Linked DNA regions of Zea mays: region 2 is linked to region 1. A link is a contact called in public Hi-C data. All regions are on one chromosome and are shown on one strand. Each heading gives the region's core, a stretch centred on a gene start, on an enhancer-like site or on the middle of the called end of the contact. The rest is flanking DNA. Distances are from core to core; before and after follow the strand shown.

The links. A called contact is a pair of places that touch in the nucleus more often than the background predicts.
Region 2: a contact with region 1 is called in a Hi-C map of tassel, with 5 times the contacts expected there. The contact joins the promoter of LOC100286100 here to the promoter of LOC100275573 in region 1. A contact is called at or near these places in 3 of 25 Hi-C or Micro-C datasets (leaf and tassel).

What each region holds. Positions count from the first base shown.
Region 1 is chr7:122,682,327-122,689,693 of Zm-B73-REFERENCE-NAM-5.0, reverse strand. It overlaps LOC100275573, which reads left to right and starts at 1,652. Exons shown (of 7, transcript NM_001371678.1): 1 at 1,652-1,839; 2 at 3,324-4,724; 3 at 5,194-5,313; 4 at 5,715-5,831; 5 at 5,919-6,008; 6 at 6,633-6,740. The coding sequence starts at 3,402.
Region 2 is chr7:122,935,178-122,942,103 of Zm-B73-REFERENCE-NAM-5.0, reverse strand. It overlaps LOC100286100 (tsi1-interacting protein TSIP1), which reads right to left and starts at 4,382. Exons shown (of 3, transcript NM_001158988.2): 1 at 4,046-4,382; 2 at 1,033-1,182; 3 at 532-863. The coding sequence starts at 4,267. The coding sequence ends at 786. It overlaps LOC111589723 (a long non-coding RNA gene), which reads left to right. Exons shown (of 2, transcript XR_002748811.2): 2 at 2,846-3,254.

The DNA.
Region 1 (7,367 bases), core at 403-2,902:
TTCCTATTGTGTATGTAATTATGCCTCTCAGGATTTATACTCATATCAGTTACAACAAATCATGTCATGTTTAGCGACACTATAGAGTCGGATTCCAAGCAAATGGTTTCTTCAAACCCATTTCTTATCCCCAAAATGCATATGCATTCTCCTAGTCTTATATGTGACCAAGACGTATTGGCCCCGCCACAACGCACATGCATATTTATCGGTCATAAAAAAACTTCACCAATAAATTATACTCTATCCGTTTCAAAATATTAGTCGTGAACTAATTTCTTTTTTAATCATCTTCTGTGATGAAGAGAATTTGAGTTCTCAAACTAGCCCCAAATACGTAAGTAAGCCTTTTCAAAATAGTGTGGTTGTGATTGCGAAGGTTGAATAAGCTTCAATTTGTAATCGTTGACAGCTTTGGTCGATGGTTTACCTAGTTTATGCATGTGGATTGGAGCTTGCGTTTGACCGGGAATTTTCGCTACGAGGGCTGCTATTCCTGGACGCTATACTATACGCCCTGGATAGCTCGGGGTTAAGGCTTGAAGAAACGTTCAACGAAAACAAACACCTGGAAACACGACTTTTATGTATATCTTTGAGGGATTAGGTCAACTGTTCAGGCCTGCGACTGGGAGCTACCTGCGTTGCACTGCACCGTGGCGTGGCATGCGCGGCGGCGCCGGCAATGACCCGGGCCTGCGCGTGCACATCTGCTTTCGGTCCAAAGATCAGATGAGCTAATCCAGCAACTTTGATCGGTTCCGCTGAACGAAGCCGAGGGCTGCCCATTTGCTTTTTGCACCAGCGAAACGTTCGGCCGGGAATTGACCTTTTCCAGCTTTCCTGCACCCTGCTGCACAGGCTTTTCCAGGTCCGCCATGGGGCCTATTTGGTTCAGCTTTTTTCTGACCAGCTTTTCTGAAAATCTGGCTGTGAGGAGAATCTGGCTGTGGAGAGAATCTGAGTATCATTACGATTATGTGTGGAGAAAGATAAAGTTGTTCATATGACTCAGGATCTAGAAAGTGACGGATTCCTACTATTACAACGACTCAACCGATTATGTGTTTATGTTGATTTTGGATAGTTTTTGTCCGAACGAATTTTATAGAAACTGGCTGAAAAGCTGAGCGTTTGGCAGTCCGCAGTAGCTTTTGGTGGCCAGAAGCTGCCAGAAGCCGAAACAAACAGGGCCATGGCCATGGCGCAGACAGGCAGGCATTCAAGCCTAACGCACGCTCGGGGTGCACGCGCCAGGGGACACGTAGTGGAAAACCGCTCGGTAGCTTAACAAGAGAGGCGCAATTAGAGCCGTTTGGTCGCCCTTAACTCGGCGACCTCCACTTGAGCATGAACGAGAGCCCTAAATTTTTATTCTCTAAATTTTTATTTACAGAATTATTTATATAAAAACTAATTTCTATAGTTTTACTTTATTATACTTTATATATCTTATTTATATTCTGAAAAATGCTATTGTTTTTTTGAAATTTAGAATAAAAGATAATTATATCTAGATAACCCAGCTGGGAGAGGATACCGAGCTCTGTTGCCTGTTGGGAGTTCCTCTTAATTCTCTACTTCCCTGCCGCCCGCGGCAACCGTCCTCCCTCCTCCACCTCCACCAGCTGCACTCCCCACGCCGCGCACCCGCCCCTCTGCCCCTCCTCCAGCTCCAAACCGGAAACGCGGGGATACCGCGCCGTCCGCGTGGCGTGTCCGAAGAGATCCCACGACCCGGCGGGCGGCGCTGCGAGGCTGAAGGCGCGGCGGCGGCGGATTTAAGGGCCTCACCGGCTCGGGATCTCCGCGCGATCGCCGCTGGGCCGCGCGCTCGAGGTAAGGAGGTTTCTGGCGCTTGCTGGCTGAGTTCCGGAACTAGAGTTTAGGACCTGGTTGGTGCGTAGCGCCGATCTATATTCGACACGCCGTTTTTTTTTTTTCCTTTTCCTCGATTTGAGCTGGGGGAGCAGGATGGCCTAGCTTGCCCGCCGGGTGTGGGGGGCATTTGATCGGGGTGTGCGGGTGGGAGAGTTGACTGGGCAGGCTTACCGTTGATCGCGAACTCGGCGGGACCAGGTGGTTTTGGAATTCTGGATCGCTTCCTGCTACTCCTCCGGTGAATCCGGCCGCTCCTCCTCGGGTTCTTCGGCGCCCCCTGAAATGGTTCCGCTATGCCACTTGGGATTCTCGCTGCGGATTGGGTGGGTCTTACCGGTTGAGTACCGAGAACTTTGGCATGGAGTGACTCGTGATTTCGTTCGTTGGAACACGGCTCGAGCTTGTCTGTTTAGCAGGTTAATCTTGCCAATTGCGACATTTGTTTTTTTCTTCGTGCTTTGTGTCTTCGGTAATTTGGAAGCTTAATTACTCCGCAGTGCGTTTTTTAAAGACTAGGTGCTTCGCACTAGCACATTAGCTATTTCTTTAAAAAAAATTAAACGAACATATACCAAAACCCAACGGTAGATCCTGAATTCCAAACTAAATCACCCTGCACTTAATGTGCTCTTGCTGTCTGAATTTTCAAGGAACTATTGTTTTATTCGCCCAACTTTGCAGATAGCATGTGCGCTATCTTTGGGTACAACGATTTTTAGCATTATTATTCGATTTTGTCCAAGTGAATTCTCGGCAACGTCAAGTGAAGTCTGGCGGTTTAGCTGGTACTATGTGTCTATGTCCACCACTCCACCGTCATATTTTTCCCTTGTCTCTGTCATGGCGGGCATATCCTTGATGCATGTGCATAGCTCATAAGTGGCAAGTATTAAAAAATGTCCCTGTTTCCCATGCTGCTTCTGGCGAGAAATTATTAGGAAACTGATTCGTCTCACATGCATGTGCATTGTCCTGTCTGTTCTAAAACCATCAGAATCTCCACGAATAATGTTTATGTGCTTTGTCCTTGCTCAATTGATGTACGATCCCATGTAGCAGCTGCCATTTGTCCAAAGATCTTTTTTATGCTTTATAGTAGATCTACAATGCATTTATACATTCAGATGCCACCTTCCTCCCCTGTTTCCGAGCCTCTGTCTAGTCACTCTCCTTCACGATTGGCCGCACTAGCTATAGCTGTTCGAAGTTTTGGCGCTGAAATCGGTAAAATTTCATTTCTATACGCAATTCAGTCACCTGCAATTTGTAGTCTTGTGGATGACTCGGGTTCATTGTTTTAGTACATGCTAATTTGGTGCCCTTTGTTGTTTTCTCTTATGTGCAGAAAGTTCCTGTTGCTTGTTTCAAATTGAAATTTGGATGTTCGTTCTTCTTAATTTGAGGCTTACCTATTTATTTGGTGTCTGGTTGTGTGCCTTTAGGTATACATTGGTTGTTGCAGCAAGCTGGTTTCTTGAGATCCATATTGATGTGGTTTGTTCTGGAAATTTTTATTCTTCATGGATGCTATTAAGAGCCATGCAAAGAAGGTTGATCTTGTTGATGAGACTCTAAGACCACCACTAGTTCCATCCGAGAAGCACAATGCTTTCCGAGTGAGGAATGTTGCATCCAGGTGCAAAACTGATCTGGCTGATGCCACTAAGATAAGAAGATGTACATCACCAAGTCTTGGCCAGACCTCAGCAATTGAAGGCACACCAGCACCCAAAAGAGCTCAGTCTGCAGATAGAAGAAGGCCGACACCTTCAACCCCTCCCTCTAAGGTGTCAACACCCTCAACCCCTGTGTCAAGGTCCATCACACCAGTTCGTGATACCACTAGAGACTTACACAAGAGTTCCAAGCGTATAGCAAGCACAAAGGCTCCTGATGGCTTGTGGCCAGCAATGCGTAACTTGTCTTCATCTTTCCAGTCGGAATCTGTGGCTGCACCTACTACTAGAAATGATAAGGTAGTCACGGCTTTGGATTGTAGCAAGGGGCAAGTGAGTGTTCTAACGGAGAGGAAGAGAAGTCCTTTTAGAAGGAAAAACATTGGTGAACATTGTGAGAATGCTCAACCTTCAGAGGAGCCCCCTAAGAGGTTAATTGAGCAACACAGATGGCCAGCCATGATAGCTGGGCAGGCGCCGAAGAATCTCATGTCAAGAAGCATTGACCTTTCGGACAAAGCTAATATACCAGTCGCATCATCAAATACATCAAGAGGTCTTTCACCAAGGAAGACGCCTTCTGTCAGACCTGTGCCATCATCAAATACATCAAGAGGCCTTTCACCAAGGAAGACCCCTTCCGTCGGACCAGTCCCATCATCAAATACATCAAGATGCCCTTCACCAATGAAGACCCCTTCTGTTGAAGCTTCAGTGAAACTGTCAAATCAGTCATTGGATGAAGTGGCAAGGAGTTTGGCTATTCAATCAAGCAGAAAAGATGATAAGGTAGATTCACAGACAATAGAGAGATCCAAATCTTTGAGCCGACCAAACAGAACAGTTACTTTTCCTGTTCCAATTCTACAACGCTCATCATCACCAAGCAGAGCATTGCCAGCTACGTCCTCAACTTCCAGGGCCTTTCAGAGCCCATCTCGGACAAGGCCATCAACACCCTGTCAGTCCCAAAGTGTTGGAGCTATCCAATCAAGCGTTCCATCTTCTCTTATTAACTACATGGTTGATGCGCGGAAAGGAAAGAAGAATGCCAGCCAAATCGAAAATATCCACCAAGTGCGTTTATTGCACAATAGACATTTACAGTGGCTCTTTATAAATGCTTATGCAGAAGATGCTTTATCTTTTCAAAAGGCTACTGTTGAGGTAAAATTAGCAAATTAGTTGCTCTTACTTTTTTAATCTAATTTTACTTCAATTGGCCTCGTTTGTGTCATTTTGTCTTGTTCTTTCTTGGATTCCAGTACTTCATGCAGTTAGAGCTTTTCTATGATAACATAACAACAGTTCATGTAATACTTTCTCTTCACAAGTTAACCTTGCAGCTGCAAAATATATAGATAAAATTGAACATAAGCTTTGTGAGTTGTGACTAGGGTACTAGGCATTTTCTTCCAAAATCAGTTAGTTTTGTGGTTATGGTGCCAACTGTTTGACCAAAATAGATGAGAAAACTTTGTGCTCTGTAAAGTTTGCCCATATCTATGATTTTTGTGTTTAGAAGTTTGTTTGTGATCTACTACTAAGAATTGGATTTTTAGTGTACTTGTTTCTTTTTAGCTTTTTGAGTGATTTTATTCATGAAACTACTTTTCCCTTTTCTTATGTGAAATAGAATACCATGTATAATGTTTGGAGGAATACTGTAAACCTGCGGGATTCTGTTAATATGAAAAGAATAATGGTGCAACACTTCCAACAAGAACTCAGGCTTTACAACATTCTGAAAGAGCAGGTACGTTCCAGATCATAACTTGCTACATGGTACTAGCATGCCCTGTTCTTAAGGCGTCGCCTAGGTGTCTAGGCGGAGGTCCAACGCCTAGGCGCCTTGCCCGGCTACCTCGCCTAGGCGTCCAGGCGGTGGTCCAACGCCTTGGCTCGCCTTACCGCTTTAAAAACCATGCTAGCATGGTAATGGTAAAATTTGGAAAAAAAAGTTCACATTGTTCGATTGCATTGATCAGCACGTGCTGTAAGTATATATTTATTTATCACATTATCTTTTCAATGGAGGATGGTACAAAATATAAAAACTATGACTATTCGCAGTACTTTTTCAGCACTCATACTAGTTATTACTGTCGATCAATTACACAGATAGCATTTCTAAAATATGCTGTTGTTTTGGTTCAGATTGCTTACCTTGAACAATGGCCAACGCTAGAAAGGGAGAATAGTATCTCTTTACTAGGGGCAACTGAGGCTCTGAAAGCAAGCACCCTGCGCCTGCCAGTTACATTGGGAGCAAAGGTATGCTAGGAACTCTACTAACTGAATTGCACACATTTTAGTATGCTGTTGTGATTTCTGCCATGTTATTGACTATCATATGAACAGGCTAACACAATTGCTCTCAAGAACGCTGTAAGCTCAGCTGTTGATGTCATGCAAGTTTTGGGCTCATCTGTTTGCTGCATTCATTCAAAGGTCAGATACTTGCATGCATTTGTCTTTGAATTTAGTATTCATTTTTATGTTGGTTCCTTTGGTAATATGAGGTCTTTATGTGGTAGGCTATGTACTAATTCTGTATAATAGCAACGCAAAAGAATGTTTCAGATGCTCATCACATATAGGTGAAAGCAATAAAAAATGTTCTTCCCTGATTAAGAGAGTGATAAACCCACATTCTCAAAGTTTTATGGAACTCAATAGATTATGACTCATCTACTAGCATTATCTTTATATTCAATCAAACTACCTCTGATGACAGTTTGAGAAGGTGTGCACCTTGAGGTATGATTTAGGCCTGGAACTTTATGAGCGGTCCATTCTAATCTAGTCCCAGATCTTATTGGATGGGTGTAAAAATGGCTTCCATTAAAATCATTTTCTAATCCATTGTACCTCTGAGCCATTAACAGAAGCCCCTAGTCTCCAAATAAAAGGATACCTTAACTAATTAACTCCCTCCTGTTAATGCTTAAAAACTTGTTTTACATGGTCTGAATCGGACCTTTACAAAACATATGACCCCAGGTAGAAAATGATATCATTTTAATGTTTCCTTTGTTTAGGTTTGTTTTGATTAACATTAGAATATCTTACCAGATCACGGACAGCACATCCTTGGTTTCAGAACTCTCTGTCATAGCAGGACAAGAGAAGATCATGCTTGATGAATGCCGAGAACTCTTAGCTACAGCTGCAAAACTGCAGGTACTTACTTACATTCTGCCTAATCTAATAAGATATGCACTTGACTCAAAGTTTAGAGGCTACAGTATCCTGTCACATTTGTTTTATATTGCGGCCTTCAGTACCGAGCTGTTCAATTGTTTATCCACTAATTGAGAATCAACAAATGTTCATTACTGTTGCCCGATCTTTATCATCAGAAAGCAAGGATCCTAGACTACAATTGCATAATTGCTTTCTATACCGTAGTTATAAAAGAAAAGGTGTCAACATAAATTCAATATTTGCAATTAATGAGCTATGATATTTAGATAAGAGGAGAAATAGAGTTGAATCTTTTCTCTCCATGTGTAGTATGTAAACTATGACTGTCTCCTTCCAGTAACTGAGATCGTCTCACCATTCATCTTAGCTTGGAATATCCCATGCAAAATTAACTGTAGCCTATCTACTTAGGACCTGTTTGGCTCATAGCTGCAGCACGCCACACATGAACTGTGGCACACCATATCTACGTGTTAATGTCGCTGTTGGGTGTGCCAAAACTGCAGCACCGCTGTGTAATTTTACACGAACTCTTGCCAACTTTGTGGCGCTCGTTTTGTTTGCCGCATTTACAGCTCAGGCAGAGTCACGGCATGATGGCAT
Region 2 (6,926 bases), core at 3,133-5,632, 250 kb before region 1:
AGCTAACAAGAATCACTTCTCAATCTACACTACAAACTGGGAGCTAAAAAATGCTCCCCATTCAATCACCAGTTCACCACCAGAATCACTTCTCGCCTGCTCCTCACAAGAATCAGTCCATTAGAAAATCTTTTTTTTCTCGAACACGCAGAGAGTTGTGTATCATTATATTAATAAGGAGAAAGGTACAAGGTCCTACAAGAAGTAAAGCTCAAGAATCAAGGAGAGCTCTACCAAAGTGGCTCTAGATAGTCATTTATCCCATTAAACTCTAAAGTCTAAACAGTGGTACACCATGTCTGTTTAATCAGCCATTTATCCCATTTAAACGGCTGTTTCACCAGGCTAACGGTAGGTGAGTGATTGTTTAGCGGGAAACACTGATTATGAATAACTTAAACATAAATAGTTTTATTTCCTGACCGTTTTGTCAAAATAATACAGCTCAGAATGGTAGTATGCATTTTTATCTGCTTACGTACAAAACAAGCAAGAGAGAGAGAAACTGGTATATCCTAATTTTCTGCATGTTGGGCACTGCACAAGAAAAGATGCAGGATGCTGAGGCAAAACTTGCAAGTTAGAGCAAAAAATACCTCTTGATACTCATGTTCTTACAGAAAATGTATGTTGAATAATTAAGAACATGTCATAATATGGAATTGATGCAATTACAGGAAAAGGAAAATAATATTATCAGAGTTACATTGAAGGATATGGACAGAAAAGCATAAAAGTAGCTAGTTTACTGTGAAATGGTAAATTTTACAGTATGATTGACTTCCTCATTTGTCAATAGGAGGTTCTTCCAGCCACTTGGCACGAAAACCTGTCCCTTGGCAATCAGCACAACTTGTGAAGCCCTGAGATAGAAGAATATCTTATGTAAATGTTCAATAGATTACTTCATGCAAATGAACTTGTTCATGAAGCACAAAAGTGCTGCACAGCATACTTATTTCAGGTTAAGTGGTCTGCATGTAGATGTATTCGCAAAATCTGTAAATTACAGCAAGGAACAACTAATACAACCTTTCCAGAGCATATCACACATTTTGAATTTCTTGAGGGTACTTCACACAATATGTTGTCACCAAGGATAAAGAAGCCTGTTCCTGCACACCACTTGCACTCAACGTGGCCAGCAGATTGACAGGAAGAGCAAGAAACTGGTCTTGGTTGCTGCATACCACCAGATCATGAATGTTAGAGTTAGACTGCAGGACAAAGCTGCACACTAATAAAAAGCATTGTTGTAGATAAAATAAAGATTAGGTCTGCCCACTTCTGATCGAATTTAACTATGGTCTCTAGTGAATACTGAATAGTGATCAGCCTCAGATGATGGAATAACAAGAAACTGGGATCTTTATTTAACTGCCCATTGGGCAAGGCATCCACAAATTTGATTCATAGCCTTCTAGGTAATGCAAATTTAACTTTTAAGCAGCGCACATCATATAATTAACATTGCATATATTTTTATTAGTTAGACCTTTCAGGAACTAAAAGAAACCAATTAGAAGTACTAAAGTAGCATTTCCATTTTCAATCCATGTTCTCCAAATCAGGTTTATGTCACATACATGGAAAAAATCAACACCATGTTGTTCCAAATCTTTGGAATACTTCCCCTTATTTTGTACACACAGGTAACTGAATAAATCAGATAATAAAAAAGCAATCCTAGCATATAAATATGCCTTAGAGTGAGGATATTTTCTTCTTGAAGACAACACCACGCTCTGCCAAACAATAATAGTACCAATACTCTAGTTATCACGTAAGGGAAAATTAGTTGTACAGCTCCTTTGAGCAAATCCTAAATCCTAATTAACCACAAAAATTCAAATTTCACATAAAAACATACAAAATTGGTAAAAGATAGAGTAGCTAAGCGTTGTTAAAAGGAGGGTATACATAGGTTAACTAAACAGGTAGCTTAAACATCGAAAGGACCTCTATCTGAGTTGGTTATGTGGTCTGAGTAGCACTCCTCAGGTCTTGAGTTTGACTCCCTATGGTAGCGAATTTTAAGCTGGGTTTAAAGAAGTCTCCTCTTCTGTCCTACGCTAAAGCATAGGTCTAAGGCCTGGCCCAGATTGTGGTCGTTCTCATATGGGTTGTGGTGCCGTTGTGTATGGGTAGAGCAGGGGTTTTATTGGCATGTGTTAGGTCTTCTTCTTAATGCAACACATGAGAGTTGTCTCACTCCCCACAAGTCGAACATGTAGCTTAAACTCTCTTAAATCGTGCAGGGTCCTAGGGTTAACAAGAAACTTCATGTTCTCTTAATTTCAATAAGTTGAAGCCCTTTGCCCCCAAATTCTCAAGGGAGTTAGCTAGGCTCCTACAGACAACATTGGGCTTCTCAATGAAGCTTAAGAGGGTGTTTGGTTGACTAACATGGTTTGTCACAATGAACACAAGCAAAGACCACAAGATTGACCATTGCTTGTTCACAAGTCACGATAAAATGTGTGATTGCCACTTTCTTAGGTTCTAGCCCCATCTGCCATACATATAAACCAAACTACCGCAAGTATGGTGAATAAATTGTTTACCACGAATTGTGGCTTACTACAATTTCAGCACAAACGGTGTCTAACAGAATACTCAAAGTAGTTGAAGCTCTTCTCCGCAAATTTCTTAGAAGAGCTAGTGAAGCTCCCCAATCAAAAATAAGTGTCGTTTTGGGATTATCTCGGTTCAATTATTCCAAACTTTGGCTACATACTAATTTTTTTTTAAGTATTGAATTGTAGAAAACTAAGTCTGGACTTTGGTTCTCCGGAATTTAAACTTAGTTGCAGTGGTACATCCAACCTCTACATGTCGTTTCCAGGAATGGTGGTGCAGGTCTAGAAGATCGGTCGCCAAGATATTACGCAAGGGATTCAATTTTGTAGTTATTCTTGTTGACTGGGAAGTTTGGAAGCACAAGAATGCTGCTGTTGTTTGAAGGAACTTCTCTGAATGTCCAGTTTGTTCTTCAAATGATAGAAGAGGGATGCCAAATGTGGCATTTGCCGGTGCTTCTGCTCTTCGGGAGCTCATCCTGAGGTCGCTTGCTCTATACGGGGCCCCATAGTTTGGGTTATATGTCTGAATGTATGCACTCAATGCTATGGGGCCATTTGAACCAACAGTGACTTGTACTGGATTATGAGTCCAACATCTACATATACTAGTACAATGTCCGTGCATTGCGACAACACACAATCTTATTATTGTTATATTATGCATGATTAACACTGTAAATTGTATATACTTTTTTGACTGAAACATTGAGTAGATAGCCACCTTAGGATCAACTATTTAATTTGTACCAAAACCAACCTCACCAAAAGTTAGCCCATCGCCGAGGAACGTCGTGCCCGACCTGCCGTATAGGCCTCACCCATCGTCGAGAAAGAGACAGGGAGAGGAATATGCGTACCAGGGCCCACCCAACCGGTGCACGACCCGCCATATAGGCCTTGCCTGTCGTCGAGGAACGTCGTCCCCGCGTGAGTAAGTTAGATGCAGGGGAGTCATGTTAGTTGGGCGCAAGAGATGAGGGGAATCTCCGTAGATGACCACATGTTAGATTAGAAAGAAGTATAATGACTCTTTTGCAAAAGGGGCGATAGTAGGAACCAGAAAAATTGGTGTTTTATAGGAGTAGATACTGTTTCTGGTATCTTCTACCTGTGGCGCTGGAATGGATGTTTGGACATTGAATCATCATGGTAACAGCATTTTGTCATCTCTAACTGAAATTTTCCAGATTAGGGTATTGAATTCAGTTGATCATCGCGCGAAATCGCCACAGAAATCCCATTTGACATACAAGTCCGAAGCCCCAAACTCTGATACGGTGTTCACTGTTGAAGCATACACCTTACACAAAGGGAAAAAAAACCTAGCCACGCGCCTACACCCACAACTACGGAACAATCCTAAAACGACAACAACTAAACACGTCGCATAACGGGCCAATCGAACAAACAAACAAACAAAAATCCCGGAAGTAGAGCGATTAGGGGGAAGGGGGGAGGGGGACCTGGGAGATTAGCCAGGCGCGCTCTATACGCTTGGTGAAGTCGGATGAGCTCCCGGGTGAGTCGACGGTGGAGGCCATGGGAGCGAGGAGCCGGCGCCTTGGAGTCCGCCGAGAAGAGCCAGTGAAAGGCTTCCGGAGGCTTCCAGGAGGGGTGGGGCGACGGGGGCATGGGGTGAAGGCTGCCCCGTGGGCCCCGCAGATGGTCGCCGCCGGCGTCTGCATCGCACGGAGGGACTCCTCCGGCGCTTCGCTTCGGGTAGGAGAGAGGCGGGGCGGCAGGAGGCAGGGTATCGTGGGCCTCCTGTTCCCACTGGGTCCACTGGTTCGATCGATCGCGCTAGGCTGTCCGCACTCATGGACGGTAAAATCCCCTTATACCCTTTAGCGTGCACTCGCAGCCTGCAGCAACCGACGCTACACTCTACTGCATCAATGCCGAGGCAGCCTCAAACTCCAGATATAGCGCTCAACTGTGGGACGGCTGCAGGTGTGAGGCGGGTCCAGCATAGGTATAGTGTGTATAAAAAAAATTGAAAAAAGAATATAATATATGGTAGTTAGTATAGGGTTGAGATATAGCGTAAACATGGCTGCGGAGATTTATGGTATAGAGTAAAGAAGTTTGCTGACAAGGACGGAATGTTTTTTTAAAGTAGAAATTTAGAGTTATATGAGTGCGGATAGCCTAACACCAGTCCTGTTCCTTAGGCAGTTTGAGCATCAGCTGCTCTGCTGCTGTGGGCCTGTGGCTGTGGCTGTGCTAGTGCCCTAGTCCCTTTACAAAGATATTTTAACACTTTTTTATACGTAATGTATATATATACATATGTATAGTAAAAAAACTATAAGCTAAAATATTTTATAATTTAGAACAGCTGCACGCAGCAACGACTAAGACTATCGTGCGGTTTGGTTTGGTCTTTTTGTCCGTTATCGATTCATGGAGTAAATTAATTACGTTGTTTCGTGTTTGGTTAGAACATTTTGTATTGGTTCACAGAGCTATAGCATTGGTTGATAGGTGGTATGTAACTCCGTTCTATCACGACGTCTTACTATCACGACGACTCGACCGATTCTGCTTCATATTGATTTAGATGATTTTCACCAAAAACAGTTTTTATATAAATAGACTGAAACGCTAAGTGATTAGTAGTCCGCAACAACTTCTAATGACTAGAATCTGAATGTAAATTATTGGACCAACGGCCATCTGCGAGTAGCTCATCGTTGGCTTGTGGTGTCTATTCCTGTTGAGATCGGAAAGGGTTGGGTCGACTTATCTTGTTCGTCTGCTTCTGCATTGCATTTTTGCGTCCACCGGCGCCGGTTCTTTCGTTCGCCCAGCGGAGCGGAGCGGACCGGGTGGCCACCGGATCCATGCGCCTCCTCACAATGACAGACAGTGACAGTGACACACAGGCTGCCCAACTGTCAAATTAAATGATGTGACGGCCAGCTAGGCCGCGCGTGCCCGTGATTTGTCAGCGACGATCACCGTGGTGCCAATGCGAGCCATGGGGTGCGGCGGCGCATGCCATGGCATCCAAAAGACCGCAGGCTAAAAGAGAAAGAACGGAGTATCTTTTTGGATGAAAGAGAAAAAAAAAGCAGCAAATCTGATAAATAACATACACAGTGTGGGTCATGTGACTTGTGATGGCTATGGTCGAACTGAAGCCAAGGTTGCTTTCACGTTGAACGTTCGATTCCATGGCCGCCGTCAATCTTGATGATAGTGTACATGACATGAATCACAGGGCAAAAAGCATAAATAAATAAATAAATAAATAAAATAATAGTACTGGTCAATTGGTCCCCGTTCGACTGTTGTACATGCATGTACGATAAGCTTATACTCCCTCCAACCTAAATTTCATGCTACTTCTCTCTCGTTGCTTTGGCAATTAAAGTCAACCTTAAATCCCTATTCTTTTCTTCCAAAAAAAATAGACTATAAATGTGTATAGTCACGTGTATATAATTGCTTGGCCGGCATAAATTGAAATTGACGAAATCAGCACAACCACAATCTTCTAGCGCTACTTGTGGACCACGCGTCTTCTCCTGTGAATGAATTCGGGTTTGGATACGGTATGGATATGAAATTGGACCACGCGCGCGCTGATAGGGCTGAAATCTAGCGCTAGCGCTCGTCACGCACTCAGCACAGGTCAGCCAAATATGTTGGCGGGCCGGTGCCGACCAGGTTAGCCTTCTCGTTTTTTTACCCGTTTTTCGCCGAACGGCGAAAATGCAAAATAACTGAATTTCGCTCGGATTTCGTATTTTCTGTTCGGTTTACGTTTTCAAATTTGAATTTACGTTTTCGAATTTGAATCTACCAGATTTCGCTATTTCTCAGCGGGATTCACCGTTTCTCGGGCGATTTTTTTCGCTACCTATTCGTCCAGTTTTCAAAAAAAAAATAAAAATTGATAAGATATATTTATAAATTGTTCAAATTACGCTGCACAATGAATAATCAAATATTCACAAATAATTTGATGTCCAAAAACACGTAAATACATACATATGCAAATATAAAACCACAATTTAAGTGCAGCACACATCAATTAGAAGGTTACGGTCGTGTCATACAAGTATATATAAAGCTTTTCATAACACAATAGTGTCAATAAAGTACATATAAAGTTTCTTAGAACACAATTTTTCACACTAGTTGAATGCTAATGCATCCATATATTCAGCTGGAGGTATGTTCGAAGCCTTTACCTGCGCTTGGGCCGAATTCTTACCTGGCAGGCCCAACCCTCCTGGCACTGCTCGACCCAACTCATCTCCACAATAACCAGCCCACGAGCAAACTAGCACCAACCGGCGGGCCCCTTCCGCCAGTCTATCAGCTGTGGGCGTCTGC